3 separate regions of the Mus musculus genome follow, and regions 2 and 3 are each linked to region 1. A link is a contact called in public HiChIP or PLAC-seq and promoter capture Hi-C data. All regions are on one chromosome and are shown on one strand. Each heading gives the region's core, a stretch centred on a gene start, on an enhancer-like site or on the middle of the called end of the contact. The rest is flanking DNA. Distances are from core to core; before and after follow the strand shown.

Region 1 (3,073 bases), core at 2-2,501:
CCCAGGGACTGCTCATCTCGCTCTGCTGCCCACAGGGCCCAGGACTGTGTGGGAGGTAGACGAGGGAGCCTTGGCAGTCCTTGTCCGGCTGTAGTGCTCCCAACCCCCACTGTCAATACTAGAGAGGTGGATAGTGAATTCTTGCTTCTTCCCAACCCAGCTGTGTGACCTTGAAAATGCTGCTAACCTCTCTGGCCCAGTATTTACATCTGCCAGATGGTCATACACCTTCTCAGAAGGCTGCATGTCAGTCGAATGTGCAGGTCCAAGACGCACGCAGCCACATAGACGGTGGCCAGGACACCGTTATTATTGTATTAGATTTTACACACGAGACCAGCCTGCACGCACATCAGAAATGATTTGGAAGGGCCGGTAAGAGAGGTCACACTCAGACTTAACTTAAGATAGGAGGACAGAGGGTCCTAAAAGCTGACATAGCCGGGGCTCTAGCCCTGGTTGAACAACCCCTTCCCCAAACCAGTTCTACAGGATGCTTAGTTCTGACTGTTTGCTGAGTCCCCATAGCAGCTTCCATTTCCAGGGACAGGGTCTGTCGACCGCCGCCAAAACGACCTTCTCCAGCTTCAGCTTCGGTTTGGGTGGAGAGTGTGGCCTCGGGCAAATTCAGTCTTCAGTCACCTCGGGCCTGGCCCCAAAGCAGCTTAGGTCGACCAGGGCCAGGAACACTAGCTAGCTCATCTAGGGGGTCTCCTGCACCCTGTCGCCCCGTTCCCATTCCCAGATCAGCCTCTGCCGCACCGCAGGCTCCAGGATAAAGCCAATCCCAGGCCCAGAAAGGCGTCTCAGGCTCGCCCTCGGGCCTGCCCACAGTGGAGCCCCGGGGCACTGCCGTGGCGGCCTGGGCGCGGAAGGGAAGGGAGGAGGCGGCGGGCGCGGCAGAGCCGGAGGCGGCGGCTTTTGTGGGGCGAAGCTGCGTTCTCCGTGCCCGGGGTGGGGGTGGGGGTGGGGAGAAAAGACACGGCGCGATCCGGGTCGCGAGAACGGGGTGAGGCGGGACCCGGTCGCAAGTCCGGGAGCCGATGGGCGGCGCGGGTGCAGGACGCACGGGATCCACAGCTCGCCCCTTCTCCCCGCCACGGCCTTAGGAAACGGCGCGGACACTCACATGGCTGCGCTGGGCTGCAAGGACCTCGCGCTGTCGGTACTCTCGGCGTTGCCCGGCCTGCTCGCGCTGCAGCTGCCGCTGTCGCCGCGGCCGGCGCCTGCCCCTCCCTCCTCTCCGCCGCCCCGCCCCGCCCCTCTGGGCCCCACCTCCTGCGCTCCCCTCCGGCTCCCGCACCCCGAAGGGGCGCCCACAGCTCGCTCCGCCTTCGCGAGTTACCCGGCAGAGTGGTCTGCCTACCGTGTCAACCAGCTTGTGGAAAGGGAGAGCGAAGGGAGAGCGAAGGTGTCTGCGGGAACCGGACAGCTTCCTGGGAACTGCATGCAGACCTTAAATCTGGGGTAGGGGGCGCTAGGGAACCCCTCCTACTTGCCTCTTACCCAGATCTCTGCAGCTCTAAAGACCTCAGGCTCCCTTCCTGTCACCATAAACAGGTTCTTGGAGCTGACACGGAAAGTTGGGGTGGTTGGAGGAAGTGCTTAGGGTCTGGAGAGGCTTAGATAAGGGAACCAGAATCTGGCCTAACCGTCGCACACCTTCTGGGTTGAAGTTCTGCCCCTCATCCCTTCCCACTTTTTCAGCCAGCCTCAGTTTCCCGCTGTAGGATCAGAGAGCCTTTTCGACAACGTCTTCCTTATAAATAGGGCTCATAGCTAGGCCAGGCAAGCGTGTAACCACTCAGCGGGTACTGCTTTCTGGGGAGTTACAGATTTTGTTTCTGGGATATAAGTGACTAACCTGGTAAGGTCTGGGTATGCGTACTGGGAACATACATTGGCCATGGGGGTCAAAGGCAAAAATGAGTTATGGTGTAACAGAGAGCTGGCCTGACCAACAAGCTGACTCCAATCCCCTACCCCTCCCATTATTAACCAGATGCTATTAGCTCTCTCCAACCCCCTGTCCCTATCCTCCACCTCTTGGCGTTCCTGTTTCCTGCAACATCTCATCTTTTGAGGTAGGTCAGGCATACTCAGGGGTGGTCTGATGGATTTTAAGAGGTGCCTGAATTTCTGAGCCTGACACTGATCCTGAGCGTAGGTCTCAACAACCCGATATGGTAGGATTCTGGAATACCAACATCTTCATCCCCCTAGGCTCTTTCCAGAGACACCCTCAGCCTCTTTCTCAACCCTCCAGGCTTTTCCCCCAGAACACTTGCTTGTTCCAGAGCCCTGGATGCCCTTGTGAATGCCCCCATCCCTTTCCCAGGATTTTTTTTTCTTTTAAACACAGGGTCTAACACTATGTAGCCCTGGCTGTTCTGGAACTCTCTCTGTAGAGCAGGCTGGCCTCAAACACCCAGAGATCACCCAGAGATCTACCTGCCTCTGCCTCCCAAGTGCTGGGATTAAAGGCATGCGCCACCACTGCCGGGCTCTTTTTTTTTATTTTTTATTTAATTTATTTAGTTTTATTTTATGTGCATTGGTGTTTTGCCTGCATGTATATCTGTGTGAGGATGTCAGATCCCCTGGTACTGGAATTACAATTGTGAGTGATTGGCCTGTGGGTGCTGGGAATTGAATCCAGGTTCTCTGGAAAAAACAGCCAATGTTTTGAACTGCGGAGCCATCTCTCCAGACCCCCCTCCCCAGAACTCTCAAAACTTGTCGTCCCTGGACCTCTGGCTAGCTCTAAAGCTTCCCCCTTCAGCAAAAGATTCTTCAAGTACTTTTTCGGCAGATGACCTCTTCTCTTTTTTTCTCGGTCAAGTTTCTGACCAACTCCTCTCAGACCTTGAATCAGGACCAGGTAGCAAGCAAGCCACCTGCATGTAGGGAGGGGCCCTGTGCGTGAGTTAAGGAATCTGACTGTGGTATCTAAGCATTTTAGTGCAGAGATCAACACTGTCCTGGCTCCTAGTGGGAGTTTTGAAGGACAATTTGTTGAATGAAAGAGTGAACGAGCCAGTATCAGTAACCTGCTCTGTCAACCCTCCCTCCC
Region 2 (3,062 bases), core at 438-2,937, 190 kb before region 1:
CACATGTAACCCCAGTGCTGGGCTGTGTGTGTGTGTGGAAACAGGCAGATCCCTGAAGTTCACAGACCAGAGACTATGTTTCAAAATGTAAAAGGTGGAGTGACAATTTTGGAATTTGGTTTCTTAAAAAAAAACACAGAAATATATGAATGTTTCGGTTTTTTTTTTCACCCGAAAGATTTATTTATTATATGTAAATACACTGTAACTGTTTTCAGACACTTCAGAAGAAGGCATCAGATCTCATTATGGGTGGTTCTGAGCCACCATGTGGTTGCTGGGATTTGAACTCAGGACCTTTGGAAGAGCAGTCAGTGCTCTTACCCGCTAAGCCTCCTCGCCAGCCCGAATGTTTTTGTTTTAATCCAAGTTATGAGATATGGACTGCTTCAGATTGTCCGCAGCAGGTGACTATGATTTGCCTAGTGATTTTTGCCAGCTGGAGATAGTACTGTGACTGTGACATTTGGAATTCTGGGGACTTTTCAGAGGGCATATAAATGCTAGAGCCTTGAGAGGCAGAGTCAGTTGGTGGGTTGTTGGTTGCTGTCGGTTGTAGTTTAAGTAGTGGTGCAAAAAGAAGAAACAACAAGAAGAAATTAGATATCCTGACTGTAAAGATCAAACTTGCCCCAAGGAACTCAACGCCCCTAATCAGCAGGAAGTCTAACAATAGCCCCCCTTCCTGACCCCGACTTTATTCAGGGATCTCTTTCTTTTCTCCATATCCTTTTTTCTCTCTTATCTAGGTTTAAGGGGTTGAAAGGTGGGAGAAAAAGGGTGGAGGGAAGAAGAACCCACAGGTAGGGAAATCTCGCTACAACATACATCCCTTCTTCCAATCCACCACACACATAGAAACAAGACAATGTGAAACAACAAAGCAAAGCAAAGCAAAGCAAACCACCTACGAGTCAGTACATTTTAGAGAAAGTCATTTTTGTTTTGTTTTGAGGGTTGTTTGGGTGAGAAATCAAAGCTTGTTGGGTTTGTGAGTGTGGGGTTTGCCCCTAACATGTGGTAAGGGCCTTTTGTGCTTTTGTTTGCAGGTCACCTGGAGATGGGTGTATGGATTATGCTCAATACGGAGGGAGGACTAGAAAGTGGGGCTTAGTCACTTCTTTCTGGGGAGCCATGGATATCCAGGTACCCGTGGGGAGTCACAGGAAAGTACAAGAACCTCACCAGGGCTGGGTGTGCTGGCACACATCTGTCAGGAACCGGAGGCTGGAAGCTTGTGAGTTCTCAACCAGCTTAGGCCCTTTAGTAAAATGCACTTTGCCGGGCGGTGGTGGCGCACGCCTTTAATCTCGGCACTTGTGAGGCAGAGGCAGGCAGGCGGATTTCTGAGTTCGAGGCCAGCCTGGTCTACAGAGTGAGTTCCAGGACAGCCAGGACTACACAGAGAAACACTGCCTCGGAAAAAAAAAAAAAAAAAAAACCAAAACCAAAACAAACAAATAAACAAACAAAAATTTTGCTCTTCAATTTAAAAACAAATAGTCAGGTGTGATGGCTCTTGCGTTCATCTCAGGAGAGAAAGATCTCTTGAAGCCAGCTTGGGCTATGTAAGTGAAACTCTGTTTTAGACAAACAGAAATACCTTCAGCATGGATAAGAACTGTGATCTGAGGGGTGCACTGAGCGCTCCGGCTGGTTGGAGGAGTTAGGTGCCCTCCCTCCTCATGTTCTGGCAACTCGCCTGGAATTGCTGGGTGGGGTCAGTGTCAAGCTGCCGCTTCAGCATTTATAAGTGGTAGCAGCAATACTCTTTCATCCTGAAAGAGGCCACTAGAATGAAAAGGATCACCCTTGATCCTGGGCCAAGGAGGCCCTAGAGGTTGGCCCCTGTGGGCTAGCTTTTCCAGTGTTGCAGGGAAACTTGTCAGGGCACGTGCCCTCATCTTCTTGGAGGTCTGTCTTCTCTAGACAGGCTGTGGGTGTCAAGTTGCCTTGCTCCCTTTGTTGTGGAGCTTCTGGGGAAGCAGCACCAGGTCTGTTTCCACAGGAAGCTTGGGAAGCTTTCCTTGTTTCCATTATAGCATTGTGTGAACAGAATTTTCCTTGACCCTCGCCCCCCAGGCCCTTTGCTCTTGGGGCTGTAGATAACCAAGTGGCCTCGTGTTCTAGGCTGTCTGTTCTTGGTGCTTTATGGGGGGTGTCTCATTCATTGTAACCCAATAATGCATCGTGCACATACTCTGTGATGGGCACTGAGTGTAGCCCTGAGGTAACTAGTCTCCCCTTCTGTGAAACTTGCCCAGTAGGGGAGAAACATGTAGTTGAGAACCCCACATTGGGCATCCGTGCTTTGAAGGGACTGATCAGGGCGGGATGAGTCAGGCCAGGGTTGTGAGATGACACGTGGTAAGGGGAGGTCAGATGGGGAAGAAAGCTGTAGGTAGAATAAAGATCCTGATAGAAGAGGTACAGAATTGCTGAGGTGTAAGAGGATGACTGGAGGCCAGTGGGACTGGGTTGTACGGTTGGCAGGGTCCAGTAGGGCGTGTGGATTGTCTTGGGTGTTTTGAGGAAGCCACAGTACAGGTTGGAAGGACAGCAACAGCTACAAGGGGACCAGTTAGAACCTGTCTCAGTGGCCCGGAACTTCATGAAGTGACCTGGACAGAATTCCTGGGGGAGAGATGGAAGCGGCTAGCTCTTTGGGAGGTGACTGAGCAAGCCCTAGTGCTTAGAGCAGTGGACAGTTGGACTGTAAGCTGTTTGTTTATCTCCAGAGAGTTGCTGACCATTGCTTGTAAAAATGAAGTTTGGGGTTGCAACTTACTTGGCAGAGTGTTTACCTGGCGTGTAAAGTTTCAATCCCTGGCACTGCAGAAGCCCACACATGGAGGATAGTTATGCAGCCTCTAATCCTTGCTCGCTGGGAGGGAGCAAATCAGTCAGAAAGTTCGGGTTTTCTTGGCTCTTTGGTGAGTTTTGAGGCAGTCTGAGCTATATGAGAGCTATGTGAGACACTGACTCAAATTTTTATTTTAACTTTTTTGTTTGTTTGTTTGGGTTTTTTGTTTTGTTTTTCGAGATGGTTTCTCTGTATAGCT
Region 3 (3,186 bases), core at 211-2,710, 220 kb before region 1:
TTTTTTTTTTTTTTTTGGTTTTTCAAGAGAGGGTTTCTCTGTATAGTCCTGGCTGTCTTGGAACTCACTCTGTAACTCTGTAGACCAGGCTGGCCTCGAACTCAGAAATCTGCCTGCCTCTGCCTCCCAAGTGCTGGGTTCAAAGGCGTGCGCCATCACCACACAACCTAGACTCCTATTTTTTAAAAAGTGATTTAACACCAAACCTCAAGGAGGAATGCAAAATATTTACATTTATATCTCAATGGTGGTGAAAACTCGGTGTTATAAATGGCTGCAGGCAATGTGTGCTCAGGAGAATTTCCTAGTATTGAATGACCTTCACAGACAACCCATTAAAGTAGCAAGCAGGGATATGAGAACAAAGGGAGAAAAGCCCATACATAGGAGGAGAAACATTCTCCAAGGAAATATAAAACTCTAAGGTCTCTTTTATCAGGTTCTGCTTACATTCTACTGTGCTAAGCTCTGATCTGTCCATCTTGTTGACCCTCTCTAACGTCTGAGGGAGAAAACCCACACTGCATCTCTATAAGGGAAACAGTGTGTCACTACATGAACTGTGAATTAATATGTCACATAACCATCAAACTCAGCTTATAAAAACTACATTGTGCTCCCTTCCTAATGAATGAAGATTCTGAGTCTGTTTCATATTCTGTGTGTTGCTGGGGATCAAACCAGGTCCTGGCATGTTCTAGCTACAGCCCCAGCCCTATTACATATTTTTTCATAGACAGTAATTTTCCTGGATTATGCCTTTGATGGGAAACAGTTGTCTCTTTCAACCTGCTGCTGCCTGTTTCTCGGAGACTTTTTTTTTCCTTCAGGGACAATCATAACATTGGTATTTTCTGTCCTTGGAACCTCTGTAGGCTTATTATTATTATTTTAATTCATTTATTTTAAGATGGGTCTCTCCATATAGCCCTGACTGTCCTGCAACTCTCACTGTTCAACAGGCTGTCCTTTTGTAGCCTTTTTCTACCAAGGCAGCAGACCTTGAAAGATTAGAGTTGAGAATGAAATCACCTCTCTCGCCCTTCTTCCACTACTGGGAATGAGCAGGTGGGAAACTGAATGCTTCTTATAAACAGGAGTTGTGAGAATTTCACATATAATTATAATAAGGCACTTCGTTTTTTAGTGTCTAGCTAAGATCATCTATCTACGATAAAGTACACCTGCACTTTTGGCAGCTTGTAACGTTCTTACTGGACTGACGAGTCAGCCCCAATTCTATTACAACTGTATCGCTGATTCTGCGGCGCTGAAGTCCTACCCAAAGAACAGACAGTGCAGCGATCGGAATCAGTGTCATTTTTCTTTTTGGAAATATTCAAGTCTTCCCCGCCCTCAGCCCGGCCAGGTGCTACCTTGGCTTGGAGAAACTTTTACGCTCCTGTAGGTTGGCCATGACTTTGGAGCAGATGCAGGATTGAGCCGTTGCGGTAGTGTACAGTCCGTTGCCATAGGGACCAGACCCCAGCAGCCTCTGCGTTGAGGGCGGGCTCACAGTTGAGCCACGCCTCCAGCCCCCGCCCCCGTGAGCACTCTGGAGAAAGGCCAAGCAGTAAAAGTAGACCTGGAGCTGGGGATGGGGTATTCTGAGAACCAGTCAATACAGCAAATTTGATATTAGCTACAGAACTGAGGCAGAAGAATAAAGTGAGACCGTGGACGAGGAAGGCGAGCTTCGAGGTCTGGCCACTTGGCCAGTCGGGAATGGTAGTTCTCAGTGGTTCGGAGTCTTCGTTGTACTGGCTTGTGAGTGAGCAGTGATGTACTACATCTTCCGAAGTTCTCCAGGAACCCTCGTTGGCCGGCTTCTACAGCGCTATGCATTGTGGGATATGTAGTCTAAATCTGGCGAAGTATAGTAGTGTCCAGAGAAAGGTTGCCGGGACTCGGACTCAGTTTCCCTACGACCCTGGGATGCTCACGGCCCATTGGCTGAGCAAGGCAAATCTGGTTGCACTCCTCCCCGCCCCCAGTGACACAATAGCAGCTCCCTCCAAGATGGCGGCGGCGACGGCAGACCCGGGAGCTGGGAACCCGCAGGCTGGGGACTCCTCCGGTGGGGACTCCGGGGGCGGGCTACCGTCACCTGGAGAGCAGGAACTGAGTCGGCGCCTGCAGCGCTTGTACCCTGCGGTTAATCAGCACGAGACGCCGCTGCCGCGCTCCTGGAGCCCCAAGGACAAGTACAACTACATCGGCCTCTCCCAGGGAAACCTCCGTGTCCATTACAAAGGTATCAGCGGGTCTGGCCGCTGGGAGACAAGTTTACTGCGTCTGCAGGGAGGCTGTGCCCATTTTCCCTTTCTTTGCCCGGGTTTTCTGAGAGTTGGGCCTTAGCCCAGCGGAACGTCCAGAGTAGAGGGGTTGGTCAGGCCGGGGTTTACCCTGCTTCCTTTGCTCTGTTCCTAAATATTAGACTCAGAGACAACTGCATTAAATGTCCAAAACTAGACAGGACCTTCCACTTCAGGGCCACCCTTCTTTCCTGAGCTGGCTCCAATTTATGCTAGGCCCTTTACCACGGCTTAGTTTCAGTCTTTTTTTTGCAAAAAGAGGTGGTAACATTGCCACAGTAAGTGCATGGGCTGCCTGGCTGCCAGTCATCCCGGGACTGGGCTAGGCGCTGTGTGCTAAAGTTGTTGTTGGTGACTTCCATTTTTGCCACTTCCTTCCCCTGGGCTCCAGGCTGGGCTGTTTGGATTCTGGAGAGACGGACAACAGTATTCAGTGTCTCTCACACACTTCTGTTGCCTGTATCTACCTTGTTTTGTTTGTTGTGGAGGACAATATCTCTGTCAGGACTGTTGGTCTGGGGTGGAGATGATCTAAAGGCGGGAGGCTTAAGTGTTTACTCAGTTGTCTTATTATTCCTCAGAGAGTACAAGAACTTCTTCTGGCCAGGGAGGGTTGAATTTACCATGGCGTAGAGAAAAAGGAGGCCTTCATTTGCGTTTTTCTGGTGTTGACATTCCTTCCTTGGCTTCTTACATCAGGTCATGGCAAAAATCACAAAGATGCAGCCTCTGTACGTGCCACCCACCCCATCCCAGCAGCCTGTGGTATTTACTATTTTGAAGTAAAGATTGTCAGCAAAGGAAGAGATGGGTAAGCCTACTTAACTATCCCTTTCCCTCCTCAACATAGGACTGATGTTCCCCGTTGTCA

The links. Promoter capture Hi-C pulls out the DNA fragments that hold promoters and counts their contacts. HiChIP or PLAC-seq counts read pairs in DNA pulled down with a chosen protein or histone mark.
Region 2: a contact with region 1 is called in an H3K4me3 HiChIP or PLAC-seq map of stem cell-derived neural progenitor cells, with 2.7 times the contacts expected there. The contact joins the enhancer-like site here to the promoter of Ripor1 in region 1. A contact is called at or near these places in 4 of 39 promoter capture datasets (the C10 cell line, cranial neural crest, embryonic stem cells and 1 more), 5 of 15 datasets of contacts at CTCF or cohesin (the G1E-ER4 cell line, embryonic stem cells, large pre-B cells and 2 more), 11 of 484 Hi-C or Micro-C datasets (B cells, CD4 T cells, ECoMG myeloid progenitors and 6 more), 15 of 115 datasets of contacts at active chromatin or transcription factors (the 230-238 cell line, the SCID.adh cell line, acute myeloid leukemia and 9 more) and 3 of 9 other capture datasets (adipose tissue, embryonic stem cells and liver).
Region 3: a contact with region 1 is called in a promoter capture Hi-C map of embryonic stem cells. The contact joins the promoter of Tsnaxip1 here to the promoter of Ripor1 in region 1. A contact is called at or near these places in 13 of 39 promoter capture datasets (the C10 cell line, the HPC-7 cell line, cranial neural crest and 7 more), 1 of 15 datasets of contacts at CTCF or cohesin (large pre-B cells), 7 of 484 Hi-C or Micro-C datasets (the C2C12 cell line, CD8 T cells, double positive thymocytes and 4 more), 16 of 115 datasets of contacts at active chromatin or transcription factors (the 230-238 cell line, the SCID.adh cell line, astrocytes and 10 more) and 4 of 9 other capture datasets (adipose tissue, liver, macrophages and 1 more).

Annotation. Positions count from the first base shown.
Region 1 is chr8:105,603,407-105,606,479 of GRCm38.p6, reverse strand. Ripor1 (RHO family interacting cell polarization regulator 1) reads right to left here and starts at 1,251. Exons shown (of 22, transcript NM_001081241.2): 1 at 1,130-1,251.
Region 2 is chr8:105,798,301-105,801,362 of GRCm38.p6, reverse strand. All of the region lies in intron 3 of Ranbp10 (RAN binding protein 10), which reads left to right. Among named protein-coding and RNA genes, the nearest start is that of Ranbp10, 27 kb to the left of the region's middle. Within about 2 kb of position 1,687, at least 94 of the 459 cell types and tissues checked have an H3K27ac peak or open chromatin away from gene starts, as enhancers often do. A contact at or near this core is called in the G1E-ER4 cell line, adipose tissue, embryonic stem cells and 3 more, where this site is marked.
Region 3 is chr8:105,826,018-105,829,203 of GRCm38.p6, reverse strand. Tsnaxip1 (translin-associated factor X (Tsnax) interacting protein 1) reads right to left here and starts at 1,460. Exons shown (of 16, transcript NM_024445.4): 1 at 1,377-1,460. The coding sequence starts at 1,417. Ranbp10 (RAN binding protein 10) reads left to right here and starts at 1,996. Exons shown (of 14, transcript NM_145824.5): 1 at 1,996-2,254; 2 at 3,015-3,126. The coding sequence starts at 2,020.